2 separate regions of the Macaca mulatta genome follow, and region 2 is linked to region 1. A link is a contact called in public Hi-C data. All regions are on one chromosome and are shown on one strand. Each heading gives the region's core, a stretch centred on a gene start, on an enhancer-like site or on the middle of the called end of the contact. The rest is flanking DNA. Distances are from core to core; before and after follow the strand shown. Region 1 overlaps LOC106993593. Region 2 overlaps LOC144335069 (a long non-coding RNA gene).

Region 1 (7,219 bases), core at 3,086-5,585:
CAGTGAAACAGAGGTGGGCAAGGAGAGGTGCTGGGATGGGGAGCAAGGGAGTACCCATGCTCATGGGTATAAACACATGGAAGCCATATGCATGTCTCAGAGTTTCTTCCAGAACTTTTTTTTTTTTTTTCCCCAAGACGGAGTCTTGTTCTATAGCCCAGGCTGGAGCGCAGTGGCACGACCTCGGCTCACGGCAACCTCCACCTCCTGGGTTCAAGTAATTCTCCTGCCTCAGTCTCCCGAGTAGCTGGGATTACAGGCACACACCACCACGCCTGGCTAATTTTTGTATTTTTAGTAGAGACGGGGTTTCACCATGTTGGCCAGGCTGGTGTCGAACTCCCGACCTCAGGTGATCCACCCGCCTCGGCCTCCCACAGTGCTGGGATTACAGGTGTGAGCCACTGAGCCTGACCCCTTCTAGAACTTCTCTGTTTACTCTCCCATCTACACTGAACACCTTTGCCCAAGGCTGGGGGCAGAGTGGTTAAGAGCCAAATCTAGACTCCTTGCTGTGTGACCTCGGCCAGGTCACTGTCCCCCCATGCCTCCCTGTCATGTCCTCTTCTAAAAAATGGACAGCCCTCAGGACTGTCGCTGAAGGGTCCGTGAGATGACTGTGAAGCTCTTGGTGTGGGGACCCAAGCTCAACCCTGCCCCAAGTACTGTCCCCCAACCCAACTGCAGTACTCGGCCTCCTCAACTTCTAGCTTCCAGTCTCTGCCTGAACCCCAGCACCTGGCAGTTTAGCTCAGTTCATTTACCTAGCCCGGCCTGGGTTCCTACGAGAAGAAGGCGGGTCACGATGACAAGACTGCTGGGGACAACTGGGTCCCTGGCCAGGTACTCAGGTCTGCAGCCTAAATCATGGCAAGCTATTTCCCAGCCACCCAACTCTTGGGCATCCCTGCAGGACCTCTACAGGGAGTCCTTGGCTCCCTGAAGGATGGATCATCAGAGGAGCTGCCAGGCTGTCAGAGCTGGAAGGGACCTCAGGGATCACCACTGTGGCCAACCCCCCACTGCACACACAGAAAAGCTGCAGCTCAGAGCCAGACACAGTGGCTCACGCCTGTAATCCCAGCACTTTGGGAGGCCAAGGCAGGCGGATCACCTGAGGTCGGGAGTTCGAGACCAGCCTGGCCAACATGGAGAAACCCCGTCTCTACTAAAAAATACAAAATTAGCCAGGTGTGGTGGCACATGCCTGTAATCCCAGCTACTCAGGAGGCTGAGGCAGGAGAATTACTTGAACCCAGGAGGCAAAGGTTGCAGTGAGCCAAGATCACGCCATTGCACTCCAGCCTGGACAAAAAGAGTGAAACTCTGTCTAAAAAAAAAAAGAAAAAAGAAAAGAAAAGCTGCAGCTCAGAGAAGTGGAGACACTGGTGTCCAGGGACCCACAGCAAGGCCTTGGCCCAGCTGGGGCTAGACGGGAAGACGTGGTTCAGCATTGGAACTCCATGGCCTGGGTTCAAATCGGGGTCTGTCACTGGGCAGCTGTGAGTCTAAGTCTCTGAACTTCTCTGTGCCTTAGTGTCCTCATTCTGTAGAGTGGAGATAGTAATCATTCCTATTTCTAAGTCTGTTGTGAGAAATAAGTGAACTAATACATATGATATGCTTAAAAGCAGAGCCCGGGACACAGTGAGCATACAATAGACATTAGCTGCCATGGTCTCTTGATTTCAAGCCCAGTGCAGGTGCATGTGACTCATGAAACTTCAGTGACATCTGTTCTGTGCCAGGCACTGAAGATGGAGCAGCGAACAGCACTGACCCAACCTGCCCTCCTGTTGCCTACAGGCCAGGTAGGAAACACACTGGAAACTGACAACTCCATGTGCTCATCACCATGTGGTTTCTGCTGGTCTGGGGAGCCAGGGACAAGAGCAGAAAACATGGTTCCAGGTAGAGGGGGTAGTACGCATGAAGACCATGAGGCAGAAATGACACAAAACTGAATTGGAGAGAAGGCCCAAATGGCTAGAGCTCAGAACCCAAGGAGAGAAGGGAAGAGAGGAGGGACATCCAGAGCCTGGAGAATGATATGTAGACAGCCCGGGAACCAGCGCTGGTTAGACAGGGAAGGAAACTCAAAGCCTGCATTTTTGCATTTTAGAAAGATCTGACTGGCTGACCTGAGGAGGGCAGATAGGAGGTTAGGGTGGCAGAGCGGGGTGGGGGGGTAGGCAGATAGTTGGGGCTAGGAGCCCAGGGAGCAGGCAGGGCGTGGAGCAGCCGGATAAGGGGGATAAGGGTGGGGGGCAGTGGGGACAGGGTAAAGGGAGCTGACTCATTGAAGTGGGAAGCTCCCCAGGGTTGGCATTTGACTGGGGCGTGGGGGATCTGACTGGGGCGGGGGTACGTGGCTGCAGGTGACGGTCAAGAGCAAGCTCAAGGAGGGAGGGAGACCCCATGTCCAGCTCTGACCACCCCAGCTGCTGCAGCACCCGGGGGCCCTCGGCCCACAGACTTGAGCCCTGTGCTTTCGAGAGCAGCACTCCTGGACCAGGGAGACATTTCCAGCTGGAGCCATGGGCCCCTTGACCATGATCTGGCATCTGGGGCCCTGGAGTTCCCTGTTCAATGACCTCAGCCTGCGTCCTGGGTGCATTCTCCTGAGGGTTGTCTGAGCCACCCGTTTGGGCACCCTTAAGCCCCAGGAGTGACCAGGAGGTGGCTGTTGGCAGGGGGTGTGGACAGAACATGTGCTTACAGCCTGGAGTGCCTACACCTGAGCATGCACAGCCCCTCAGGGAAAAGAAAAGAACCTGGGGCAAAAAGGAAAGAAGAGTGTGAAGCTGGAGAGGCCAGAGACTGAGGCTGGCTCCCCACCCCCACCCTCCCACCTGCTACAGCTCCTCCTGCAGTCTCCGGTCTCCGAGGAGCCTGATAATTCTAAACACAAACCCAGCCTTCCAGGTGTGTTTGTCCTTATGAAGGTGTATTTGTCAAGGAAGGAGGACAGAACATTTTTTTTTCGAGACGGAGTTTCGCTTTTGTTGCCCAGGCCGGAGTGAAGTGGTGCGATCTTGGCTCACTGCAACCTCCACCTCCCTGGTTCAAGCGATTCTCCTGCCTCAGCCTCCCGAGTAGCTGGGATTACAGGCATGCACCACCACACTCGGCTAATTTTGTATTTTTAGTAGAGACGGGGTTTCTCCATTTTGGTCAGGCTGGTCTCGAACTCCCGACCTCAGGTGATTTGCCCACCTCGGCCTCCCAAAGTGATGGGATTACAGGCATGAGCCGCCGTACCAGGCAACAGAACATATTTTATTTAGCAGTTTGTTAGCTTGATTTATAACTTGTAAATACCTAGACATGAGGTATGTGGGCCTCAGCTTGCACTCCTGCCCCAGGCTGACCCCTGGTGCGGCCCAGAGAGAAGCCGCCTCCCTGGGCTGACCCCTAACCAGCAGGCTGACTCTCAGGGGATCCTGCAGGCTTCTTCAGAGCTTCCTACCCCGTGCACCCTCACAGGACTCAGTCCAGCCCCCTGCCTTTGTCTGAGGGTCCTCCTGCCTCCCCGTTAGAGGGTTCAACTCCAGCCCTCCCTGCCCTCACCCTTCTTCCTGTCCCTTGTCCCTGGAGGTCCTGGGCTTTCCAGCTTGTCACTGGTTTTATTTGGCCACAGTGGCATGTGTCACCAGCTGACCAGCTGGGTATGAGTCCTGTCCCTCCTTCGAGAGATGGAGAGCTCCTAGAAGCAGTGCCTCCCAGCAGAAGCAGAATCTTGCCCTGGGGAGGAGTACAGCTCAGAACTTGAAACTCGGGATCAAATCTCAGCTCTGTGACTTTCTTGATGGGTGACCTTGGGAGGCAGCTTTGCTGCTTTGAGCCCTGTTTCCTCCTCGGAAAACCCATAACAACAACTGTACCTCTTGCAGTGAGGAGACAAGGTGGAATGGAACGCAGAGGCCACGTGTGCCTGGCACTTGGCAAGTACACCGGGAAGGATTGGGAAGGGCAGGAGTTACATCATTCACCTCTGTTTACAGCTAAGCAAACTAGCGGAGGCTCAGCGAGGTGAAGCCAGTCCCCAAGGTCACACAGCCGGCCGCAGGCCAGGGGCCCAAGACGTAGTTGTCTGACCTGTGCTCTAACCACTGTACTCTCTGGCCTCGAGACGGCTCCCACATTACCTTTCCCTGTTCTCCGTGGCCCTCCAGCGCCTGAAAGCCGCTTGGGGGCCGCGGAGGCAGGTGGCATGGCCAGGGCAGAGTCCGCAGGGCGGAAAGGGTTAAGGGGCTCCGCCGCATTGGGCCGTCCTTCAAGGGGGGAACTAGCCAATGAGAGCTCGCCGCGATGAGGTAATGCCGAGACCACGCGGAGTGGGCGGGACTGGCGGGGACCCCGCAGAGCTCCGCGCTTCTTCTCTCCCCACCTACTTCTCACCTTTGACCTTGATGTACCCCGCCCCTCCCCCAACCTTACCCCTGCAGAAACGCCCGAACTGAAAGTCTCGGCTCCAGGGCCGCGGGCATCCCTTAGTCTGGGACAGGAACCGAGAGACGTCCCGGCCTCAGTCACACCTTCTGGGCCTCAGTTTCCCTTTCTGCAAGGAGAGTGGGTGATCGCTAAAGACCCTACCAGCTGTGGACGTCCTTGGATCCCAGGACAGTTTTCAGCCCTTCCTTGCCCTTGGCCCGAACTTGAACGGTCCCAGCCCCGGCTCCCCTCAGGCAGTGCCCAGTGCCAGGGACCTAGAAGTCCCCCGGGCCACAGGGAAGGAGCCTCACCGGCCCAGCCACGCCCTCCATGTGGCCCGGACCCATCCCCTGGGTATCGCACCTGGCGCGCCCACCGATGCCACCAAGCTCTGCTAGCTGCACCAGCAGCAGGACCTGCCGGCGCGGCGGTCAGAGGTCAACATTCATCCCACCGCCAGTAAGAATCGAGGGCCTGCCGCGTGCGGCTCAGGGCTTCGTCCTGAGCCGTGTCCCGGGGCCGCCTGCTCCCGCCACCCCTCCCCGCGGGCCTGCAGAGAGCCCGTCCGCCCCGTTCGCGCGGTCCGGGCACGAAGCGGTTAACGCCTTTCCAGCCGAGCTGGCACCGCGCGGCCGGGCTTATTAGTCAGCTCGCGGGGAGGCGGCGAGGGGAGGGGAGGGGCTCGAGTGGAGAACCGCAGAAAGCTATTCTCAGGGGCTCCCGAGTGTGGGGAGGGCGGCTCAGCAGGAGCTGCTGCTTCCCAGAAAGTTGATTATTTTTAACCCAGGAAGAAGAAAGGAAGGAGGCGAGGGAGAAGGACTCAGAGAAAAGAGGAGAGGAAAAGAGAGGAGAGGAGAGGAGAGAAGTGGGGGCGGGGGAGGTCCGGGAAGGGGAATGGGGAGAGGGGAGGGAACGGGAAAGAGAGCAGGAGAGGAGGGGAGAAGGAGGGGAGCCAGCGGGGTGATGGAGGGAGAGAGAAAGGCAGAGCCCAGTTGGAGCTGGAGAAGCCAGCTGGCAGGGCTTGGGGAGGAGGAATGGATGCCGAGCGGGCACTGCCACCTTTCCCGTACCCCTGGGGCTCTGTGGGGCTCCATCCTGGCCTCCTGGTGCCCCAGCTGAGAGCAGCCCTCCAGCCTCATCAACCAGGCCCCAGGGGCACTGGGCTTGGGGGAGTGGAAGGCACAAGGCAGCTGCAGCCCTGTCCTGGGGGCTCTCCAGCCAATATGTCCTTGCCCTTGGGGTGACCACTGGGACACAGGGCTTGGGAGCCCTAGGGGAGGGGCAAGGAGGCCTCCCCTGATACCCCAGGGTCTCTTCAGGGAGGGTTTCCTGGAGGAGAGGGTGGGAGGGACTGGGGCTCCCTTTTTCCTGCCTCTGGGTGGAGCCAGGCTGAAAACCAAACCCACAGAGGGCCCCACAAGGGTGCTGGGGGCACAGTCACAAACAAGACAGCCACAGTCAGGCCCCCACAGAGCAGTCCTGCAGGAGAGATGGTAGCTGCACAAATCGTGATGAATAAGGCATTAAAGAATGACAAGGGGGTAGCGGGCAGGGAGCGCCGGTCCCCTGGGCCTGGCCTCCGCAGAGGTCGCGGAAGACCTCCTCGAAGAGGGTGCCTGAGGACCAGGGTGGCTGATGAGGGGAGGAGAGACTGGTGGAGGCGAAAGGGACAGGGGTGGTCTGGATGGGGACCCCCAGGCCACAGACCTAAGAGCTTGAGAGGGGATCAGTATGACCAGAGGCAGGGAGGGGGACATTTGGCCTGAGACCAGCCCTTGTCTTATGGTGGCCGGAAGCTTGGGAAGGGTTTTATAGAGAAAAGAGACTAGATCGCCAAAGCTTACTCAGAATAGTAGAGACAAGAGTGGACACAGAAGCCAGTTGGGAGTGTCGCACTGAGATCCAGGGGAGATGGTGGCAGCCGGCTGAGACAGTGTGGGAGGTACAGGGGACAGGGCATGGTGTGGCATGGCTAGAGGGTAAAGGAGGCCAAGGAGGGGTTGGGGAGGCTCCTTGTGCCCTGGCATGTGCAGTGGGTGGATGCTGGTGCTGTCCCCGAGGCAGAGGACAGCATGGGGGAGCAGGTTCATGGGAGACCAGGCATTTGTTTTGGGACATGGTGGGGGCAGCCAGGAACAGTGTGCCAGAGGGAGGAACAGCTTGAGCAAAGGCACAGAGAGGAGACAGGCAAAGAGAACCACATGTAGCATGGTGGGACATGCCAGAATCTTCCAGAGAGGTGGGCCTCTGATGCAAACAGATGAGTCTGCCCTGGATCTGCAGGCAGTGGTCAGCTGCGGGCGTGTGGGAGCGGGGGAGGGGAAGGGAGCTTTCAGCTCTAGACACAGTCATGGTGCCCAGCAGCCGGGGACCCAGGCTGGTGGGGGGGAGTGTCACTGGGACAGGTGGCAGGGCCCTAGCTCTGGGACAGCATGTGTGTGTGAGAGTGAGTGTAAGAGTATGAGAGTGAGTATGAGAGTGTGTGTGTATGAGTGTGTATATGAATGTGTGTGTGAGTGTATGTGTGTGAGAGTGTGTATGTGTGTGAGTGTGAATGTGTGAGTGTATATGTGAGTGTGCATGAGTGTATAAGTGACTGTGAGTGAGTGTGTGTGAGACTAAGTGTCCTTTGCACTAAGTGCCCTGCCCTCCACTTGAGGCACAACCCTAGGACACCTCCAACCTCTCCAGGATCAGGGAATGGCCCAGCCAGGCCAGACCAGGAAATGATGGATGGAGGAGGGCCTAGGCTGCTGCTCTGAAAATCCACCCTCAACCCTGGTCA
Region 2 (7,219 bases), core at 3,467-5,966, 170 kb before region 1:
CAGGTTGAGCAGGACTTAGAGGAACTCCGGCTACGTTTGCTGTCCCAACGAATAGACCAGGTATAGAGAGAACAGGCCCTATGAGAGATAAAGGAAGGGAGCTTTGGTGGGGGAGATTTTGGGGTCTTTCCTGTGGGTACCAAGGTTCTGGGCAGCTGGGTGTGCTGGCCTCCTCTCTGGACATGCTCTGTGGGCATCCTGGCTGTAAATTCCAGGTCCCCCTGCCAGGGATTCCTTCTCTGAGTCTGCAACGAGAATGAAACTCCATCTCAAAAATAAAATAAAATAAAATAAAAAAGCGAGGCGGCTGTGGGCCTAGATGATCTCTCAGCCCCTCCCAACTTCAACACTCGGATTATTTGCTGCATTTATGGAGCTCCAGCTGTATGCAGGAGTGGTGTCTGGGAGATGGGAAGTGCTGACCCCACCCCGGGAGGAAGAGCCAACCTAAGCCTGCTGATTCTGTGTGGCCTGGGATGGCAGAATGGCCATGTGGGCTGCAGGAGAGCCTAATACCAGGCCCAGCTGCCATCTGAAACGTGTCCTGTTGGGGGCACTTTGGCGTGGTTCGGGTGTTCTGGTCTTAGAGTCCATTCAGTTTGTACATGAAAATATGCTAGCGGCCTCTTTCCGTTAAGGTTCTGTTTTTTGTTGTTGTTTTGTTTTCTTGTTTTGAGACGCAGTTTTGCGCCTTTTTTTTTTTTTTGAGACGGAGTCTCGCTCTGTGCCCCAGGCTGGAGTGCAGTGGCGCAATCTCGGCTCACTGAAAGCTCCGCCTCCTGGGTTCACACCATTCTCCTGCCTCAGCCTCCTGAGTAGCTGGGCTACAGGCGCCCGCCACCGCACCCAGCTAATTTTTTGTATTTTTAGTAGAGACAGGGTTTCACCATGTTAGCCAGGATGGTCTCGATCTCCTGACCTTGTGATCCGCCCGCCTCGGCCTCCCAAAGTGGTGGGATTACAGGCGTGAGCCACCGTGCCTGGCGCAGTTTTGCTCTTGTTATCCAAACTGGAGTAAATGGCATGATCTCTGCTCACCGCAACCTCTGCCTCCCAGATTCAAGCGGTTTTCCTGCCTCAGCCTCCCGAGTAGCTGGGATTACAGGCATGTGCTACCATGCCTGGCTAATTTTGTATTTTTAGTAGAGACGGGGTTTCTCCATTTGGTCAGGCTGGTCTTGAACTCCCAACCTCAGGTGATCCGCCTGCCTTGGCCTCCCAAAGTGCTGGGATTACAGCTGTGAGCCACTGAGCCCAGTCTTTTTTTTTTTTTTTTTTTTTTTTTTTTTGAGACAGAGTCTCGCTCTGTCACCTAGGCTGGAGTACAGTGGTGCAATCTCGGCTCACTGCAACCTCTACTTTCTGGGTTCAAGTGATTCTCCTGCCTCAGCCTCCGGAGTAGCTGGGACTACAGGTGCGCACCACCACACTGAGCTAATTTTTGTATTTTTAGTAGAGACGGGGTTTCACCATGTTGGCCAGGCTGGTCTGGATCTCCTGACCTCGTGGTCCGCCTGCCTCAGCCTCCCAAAGTGCTAGGATTACAGGCGTGAGCCACCACGCTCGGCCCAAGGTTCTGTTTTTATTCAGGCATCTTAGGGCTTAGAGGTAAACTTGACCATGTCATTCCACACATAAGCCTTTCCCCGGCTCCTCACTGACCTCAGATGATGGTCCATGCTGGGAGTGGCCTCAAGGCCTTCTGGGACCTGGCATGGGCCAAGCTCTCCCACCTGGGGGCTTTCCTCCCCTTCCTCTCTCTCCTCCAGAAACACAAATTGAAACATGCCAACGTCTCTCTTCCCTCTAGAGCCTCACACTTGCTGCCTCCTCTGCCTGGAACTCTCCCTCTGCTCTCACAGGGCTTCCTAAATGTCACTTCCTCCAGGAAGCCCTCCCTGATGAGTTGAGCCACTTTAGTTTGTGCTCAGGCTCACCCTGCACGTCTTGGTTGCACTCATCACTGTAATGATCTAAAACACATGTCTGCTTATGACACCCGCATCACACCCCCCCCCCGCCCCCCCGTGCTGGGGCCACTCTTGGATTTTCATGCCTGTTGCCAGCACCCAGGGGAAGCTCCGGAAATGTCTGCTGGGTGAGTCATGAACACGCAACCTGTTGATCCAGGTTGGTAATCAGAGGCCGGGCCTGCCAGCAAATCACCTGACCCAGTCACCCATAGCCTGGGAAGGACTGTGGCGGCCGCCACCCAGCTCCTCCTTCCTCCGCTTGAAGGCTCTGCCTGGAAGGAGCGAAGGGGTTAAGTGTTTCTGGCGGCCTCGTGCTGTGTCTGCTGCAGATCCCCCTTCCGGGGCTGCAGCAACCCGAGGTTGGCGAGGAATGTTTGCAATGCAGAGCTAGGAGGAGGGCGGGCTGCTGGAGGTGGGGGCCGAGGCAGGCCCGCGGCCAGGCTCCCCAGTTGAGCAATGGCCCTGCTGGTTCCTGTAACTCAGACCCCTCCCGCCTTTTCCCGCCCTGCCGGCTTCCTCCACCCCGGCTGGGCTGCCTGCCGGGCAGTGGGGGCGGCCTGCACTTGGTTGCAGAGGGAGGTGGAGGGACAGAGGCCCAGATAGCCTGGAGGTCAGGACTGAAAGAGAGGGGCTCCCTGAGAGACAGAGCAGGGGTGCAGTCGGCTCAGCCACCCTAGCCCAGAGAAGCGGGGCCCTTTCCAAGGTCACACAGCGAGACACCAGTGAATTGGGCCACAGCTCTTGGTCTGGCCTCTTTAGTTCCCATAACTCTAGGCTGCAACTCTCACACACATCACGGAGGTCATATTGCCACTCAGCTGGGAAGCTTTGAACCACAGGGAACCCTCTCCCAACTGAAGGCAAAGCCCTCTCACCCCAGTGCCCTGGGTTGGCCTCTTCACCTAATCCCCAGGGTCTCGGAGAGGACAGTGCACCCCCTGGTCTAGGTGCACCCCCCATCCTGCCATTAACTCCCCAGCACTGCCCACTGCCTGGCCGGGTCTTGGGGACCTTGTTCCTCGCTTCTGGGAGTATGAAGGAAATGAATAAAGGCCAAACTTGAGCTGGTTCCCGAAAACTCTCTGTCCCCTCTTCCTCCGGGTCTTTTCAAGGAAGGACCGAACCGGGCACGGTGGCTCATGCCTGTAATCCCAGCACTTTGGGAAGCTGAGGTAGGTGGATCACCTGAGATCAGGAGTTTGAGATCAGCCTGGCCAACATAGTGAAACCCCGTTTCTACTAAAAATACAAAAAATTAGCTGGGCATGGTGGCGGGTGCCTGTAATCCCAGCTATTCTGGAGGCTGAGGCAGGAGAATCGCTTGAACCCAGGAGTTGGAGGTTGCAGTGACCTGAGATCGCGCCCTTGCACTCCAGCATGGGTAACAAGAGCAAAACACCATCTCAAAAAAAAAAAAAAAAAGAAGGACCTTCGTGAGTACCACATATTCACGTGGGCTCAGACACAAAACTCAACTCTTTCTCCACAAGTACCCCCCTCCTTTGGGGGGAAACTGTGTCCCTTGACACTATGGGATGAGCTCCTCCCTCTGCCGACAGTATTTCCTTCCCGGGGGACCTCTGGGGAGGTGGCCTTGCAGTCAGGCACACCTGGCTTGAATCCCAGCAGCACCACCTTCAAGCTTCCTGGCTTTGCCACACCTCTCTGAGCCTCGGTTTCCTTATTTGTGCCTTGGAATTCAGAGAAGCCCCAGTCTCACTCGGCTAAGGCTCAGGGCCAGTTGCCTTTTCCTGGCCCCACAGATGAATGGTCAGTTTGGGGGTATGCACCCATCCCTGCCCTGGGCTTTGCCCAAGACAGGCTGTGGGCAGCCCTCAGAGGCGCCAGCGTGGCCACACCTGGCTGAAATCAGCGGGTGGTGGGAGCACACAGCAGGGACCCGGTGCCCTCTAGAACACAGCAGTTCCCGTGAAAATCAAAACACCCCATTTTACAGGTAAGGAGGCTCAGGGAGGAATGGCTTGCCACACCATGCAGATATAAAGAGGGATATTCACCCAGAAAAACATACCAATAACACCAAGGGCCCTCCTACACACTGTTCTGCCACTATTTATTGAGCACTTACTACATGCCCGGCAATGAGCCAAGTGCTTTACGAGGCTGACCTATTTCAATCCAACCACATACCTAAGAGGGAGGCATGTGGATCCCCCTTTTTCGGAAAACAGTGAGGTTGATGCATTTGCCCAAGATCACACAGCTCATGGGGAGTGCAGCCTGACTTTTAACTCGGGTCGCCTGCCTCCAGAGCCTGTGTTCTTGGCCATCCTTCTCTGCACCTGGCTTAGAGACCCAGGCTCTGCGTAGAGGGGCCCAGTGTTCTTGGGTTAGTCCCTTAAGTCCCAGAGTAGCAAAAGGGAAAGGAATTATCTTCAGTGATGGGGTGGGGGTGGGCACTCAGAGAGGGGACCCCTCTTACAGCAGGGCACACAGCCGGCTGAGCCAGGACCCACCACACTCACTCCCGGGCCCCTGGCTCCCAGTGGGTGGCTCCTCCATGGCCGGGAAGGAGCCCCACGGCTGCTCCTGCAGGCAGATGGACAGACCATGGCCCCCTCCCACGGCCTGCGGGCTGTGTGGCATCGCCACCTCCTCCCGAGCAGGCTGCCTTTAAGAAACCAGAAGATTGATTTCCTGGCAGGCTCTACGCCGAGGAGCCCGTCCAAATGGTTTGCATGTCTGCATTTTTTACTGCTCCGTTTAATATGTATGCAAATGCCGGCCGGCTGCGCCCGCCGCGCGGCTGCACAGTCACACGCGGCGCCCCATTAAAGCGGCCGTCCCGGGCGCGCGCCTCATTCGAGGCGACGGGCTCCTGGCCCTGATAGATGGGGTGCGGGGACGGAGACAAATGACGGCCTTTGTAATTTCTTTCTGTCTTTTTCCGGGGGAGGGGGAACTCGCAGAGGAGATTTAAATATATGCAAAATTGTTTGTGGGCTGGGGGTGGGGCGGAAACCTGAAAGGGGCGGGGGGAGAGGAGCCGGTGTATTCCTGGTGGGAGTCGGGCTGCAGGCTGGAGGGGAGCGGGGCCCCCACAGTCACCTTCTGGCGGAGACAGCCGAGCGAGCCGCTCTGCTCCTGATAAGCAGGCCCAGTCCTCTGGGAAGCGTGGGCTTCAGCCGCAGAGAAAAGGAAAATGCTGGTTATTTTCGGCCCCGTTACACGCGGGAAGCCGGGGATGGTGGTTTTTCCCCCATCGCACCACCACTTTCTTTTCTTGGGCTTCCAGGGCTTATAACTTAATCGGTGCGGTGTCATTTAAGTTTCACATTACCCCATGAGGTGGGTCTCGGGATCACACCCATTGTGCAGATGGGGAAACTGAGGTTTGAGGGCGTGAAGTCCCTTGGGGAGGGTTGCAGAGAGAGTGGGTGGGGCTTGGGTACCTCCAGAGCGCTGTCTTTGACCCCCACGGCCCTCTGCTGTCTCTCTGGCTCTCGGCGGTGGGGTGTCCGCGTGCCTGCGTGTGCCCCAAATCTGTCCGGACTCGCCCCATACCATGAGCCAGTCCCCTCCTCCTGCCTGCCCCCCACGCGCGCTAGGTGACACAGGCCCACAGCCCAGCGAGCTGGGGGACTGAGCCTCACATTTTCCAAATATTGCTTAAGCCTAAAATCCGAGATGCTGGTTTTAAAGGAATCTTTCCTAATTTCTCAGGATTTTAGGCCACGTGGCAGCTGGGGGCAGAAACGTTTCTGAGAGGAGGCTCCAACCTCAAGAGAGACCCACTGTGGAACAGACCACTCAGACCCACTGGAGACCCAGAGTTACACACTGCTGTGTCCGTGTGTGCGCGCCTGTGTCCGTGTGTGTGCGCCTGTGTCCGCGTGTGTGCGCCTGTGTCCGTGAGTGCTTGGGTGTGTCATGTCATTGTGAGTGTGCTGGTGTGTGTGCACCAGTGGGAGTAGGGGAGTGTGTATTAGTGCGTGTGTGAGTTTCAGTGTGTATGTGTTAGTGTGTTACAGGAAAGAAGAGAGGGTTCTTGGACTTCGCGCAAGAAGGAATTCAGGATGAGTCCACAGTGCAAAGCAAAAGCAAGTTTATAAAGAAAGTACAAGGGATTGGGCGCGGTGGCTCACGCCTGTAATCCCAGCACTCTGGGTGGCCGAGGCGGACAGATCATCTGAGGTAAGGAGTTTGAGACCATCCTGGCCAACATATAGTGAAACCCTGTCTCTACTAAAAATACAAAAAAAAAAAAAAAATTAGCTGAGTGTAGTGGCACACGCTTGTAGTCTCAGCTACTTGGGAAGCTGAGGTAGGATAATCGCTTGAATCAGGGAGGCGGAGGTTGCAGTGAGCCGAGATCATGCCACTGCACTCCAGCCTGGGCAGAGCAAGAATCCGTCTCACACACACACAAAAAAATAAAAAAGAAAAATAAATAATAAAAAAGAAAAAGAAATAAAGGATAGTGGTAAAAAGACAGCTACCTCCACAGACAGAGTAGGACGTTCCCGAACGTTCCCGAACTTTCCCGAAAGTAAGAGGAGGACCGCATCCACCCTAACTACATGCTTGTATGTAGGGGGAGATTTGCTCTGCTACAAGTGTTTGTGTAAAGGATTAATTTTCTTAATTACTATATTTTGCAAGAATCGATATTATTATCTTTAAAGCAAAATTAGGAATGCCTTTGTTCTCCAGATATGGGGATATCTGGACACTCCTAAGTCTGGGTCTGTTTTAGTAAACTTTATTAGTTTGTTCCCTAACATCTACAGGCTCGGAATACCTACCTTTCTGGTAATGTGGCCCAGCGGGTCCCAGTCTCGTTTTCCAGCCCTCACTCAAATGGAGTCGCTCTGGTTCGAACACCTCTGACAAGGGTGTGTCTGCGTGTCAGGGTGACTATGGGGCTGTATGTACAGACGTGTCGGTGTGTACACGTGTGTGTCAGTGCGCATGTATGAATGTGTGCTGTCCTTGGCTGGCAGGCGGCTGGAGTGCGAATTTCCCTGAGGGCTTTCACTTCCCTGTGGTTCAGGCTGGGGCCTTCCCCACTCTCCCCCAGCCCCAGAGCTGCCCCACTAGGCAGGGAAAGCCTCTGGAATGAGGGAACAGGATATGGCTTCAGGAGGCTCCCACAAGCCGGAGGCAACCCTGAGCTTTGCATAGATGGGAAGGACTTGGATTGCTGGGGCTGGGCTGGAGCCTGGGAATCCTGGGCCGGAAGTGAAGGGCACAGACAGCTCTCTAGAGAAGCCCTCTGCGTGTGC

What was found. A called contact is a pair of places that touch in the nucleus more often than the background predicts.
Region 2: a Hi-C map of fetal cortical plate shows a contact between it and region 1, with 1.6 times the contacts expected there. The contact joins two enhancer-like sites. A contact is called at or near these places in 2 of 14 Hi-C or Micro-C datasets (cortical neurons and fetal cortical plate).

The regions. Positions count from the first base shown.
Region 1 is chr15:18,127,012-18,134,230 of T2T-MMU8v2.0, reverse strand. The region is part of intron 1 of LOC106993593; the gene reads left to right. The region is part of intron 6 of LOC114672715 (a long non-coding RNA gene); the gene reads right to left. Among named protein-coding and RNA genes, the nearest start is that of NTMT1, 130 kb to the right of the region's middle. Within about 2 kb of position 4,335, at least 31 of the 40 cell types and tissues checked have an H3K27ac peak or open chromatin away from gene starts, as enhancers often do. A contact at or near this core is called in fetal cortical plate, where this site is marked.
Region 2 is chr15:18,296,723-18,303,941 of T2T-MMU8v2.0, reverse strand. It overlaps LOC144335069 (a long non-coding RNA gene), which reads left to right. Exons shown (of 5, transcript XR_013405509.1): 5 at 1-273. Among named protein-coding and RNA genes, the nearest start is that of IER5L, 170 kb to the left of the region's middle. Within about 2 kb of position 4,716, at least 15 of the 40 cell types and tissues checked have an H3K27ac peak or open chromatin away from gene starts, as enhancers often do. A contact at or near this core is called in fetal cortical plate, where this site is marked.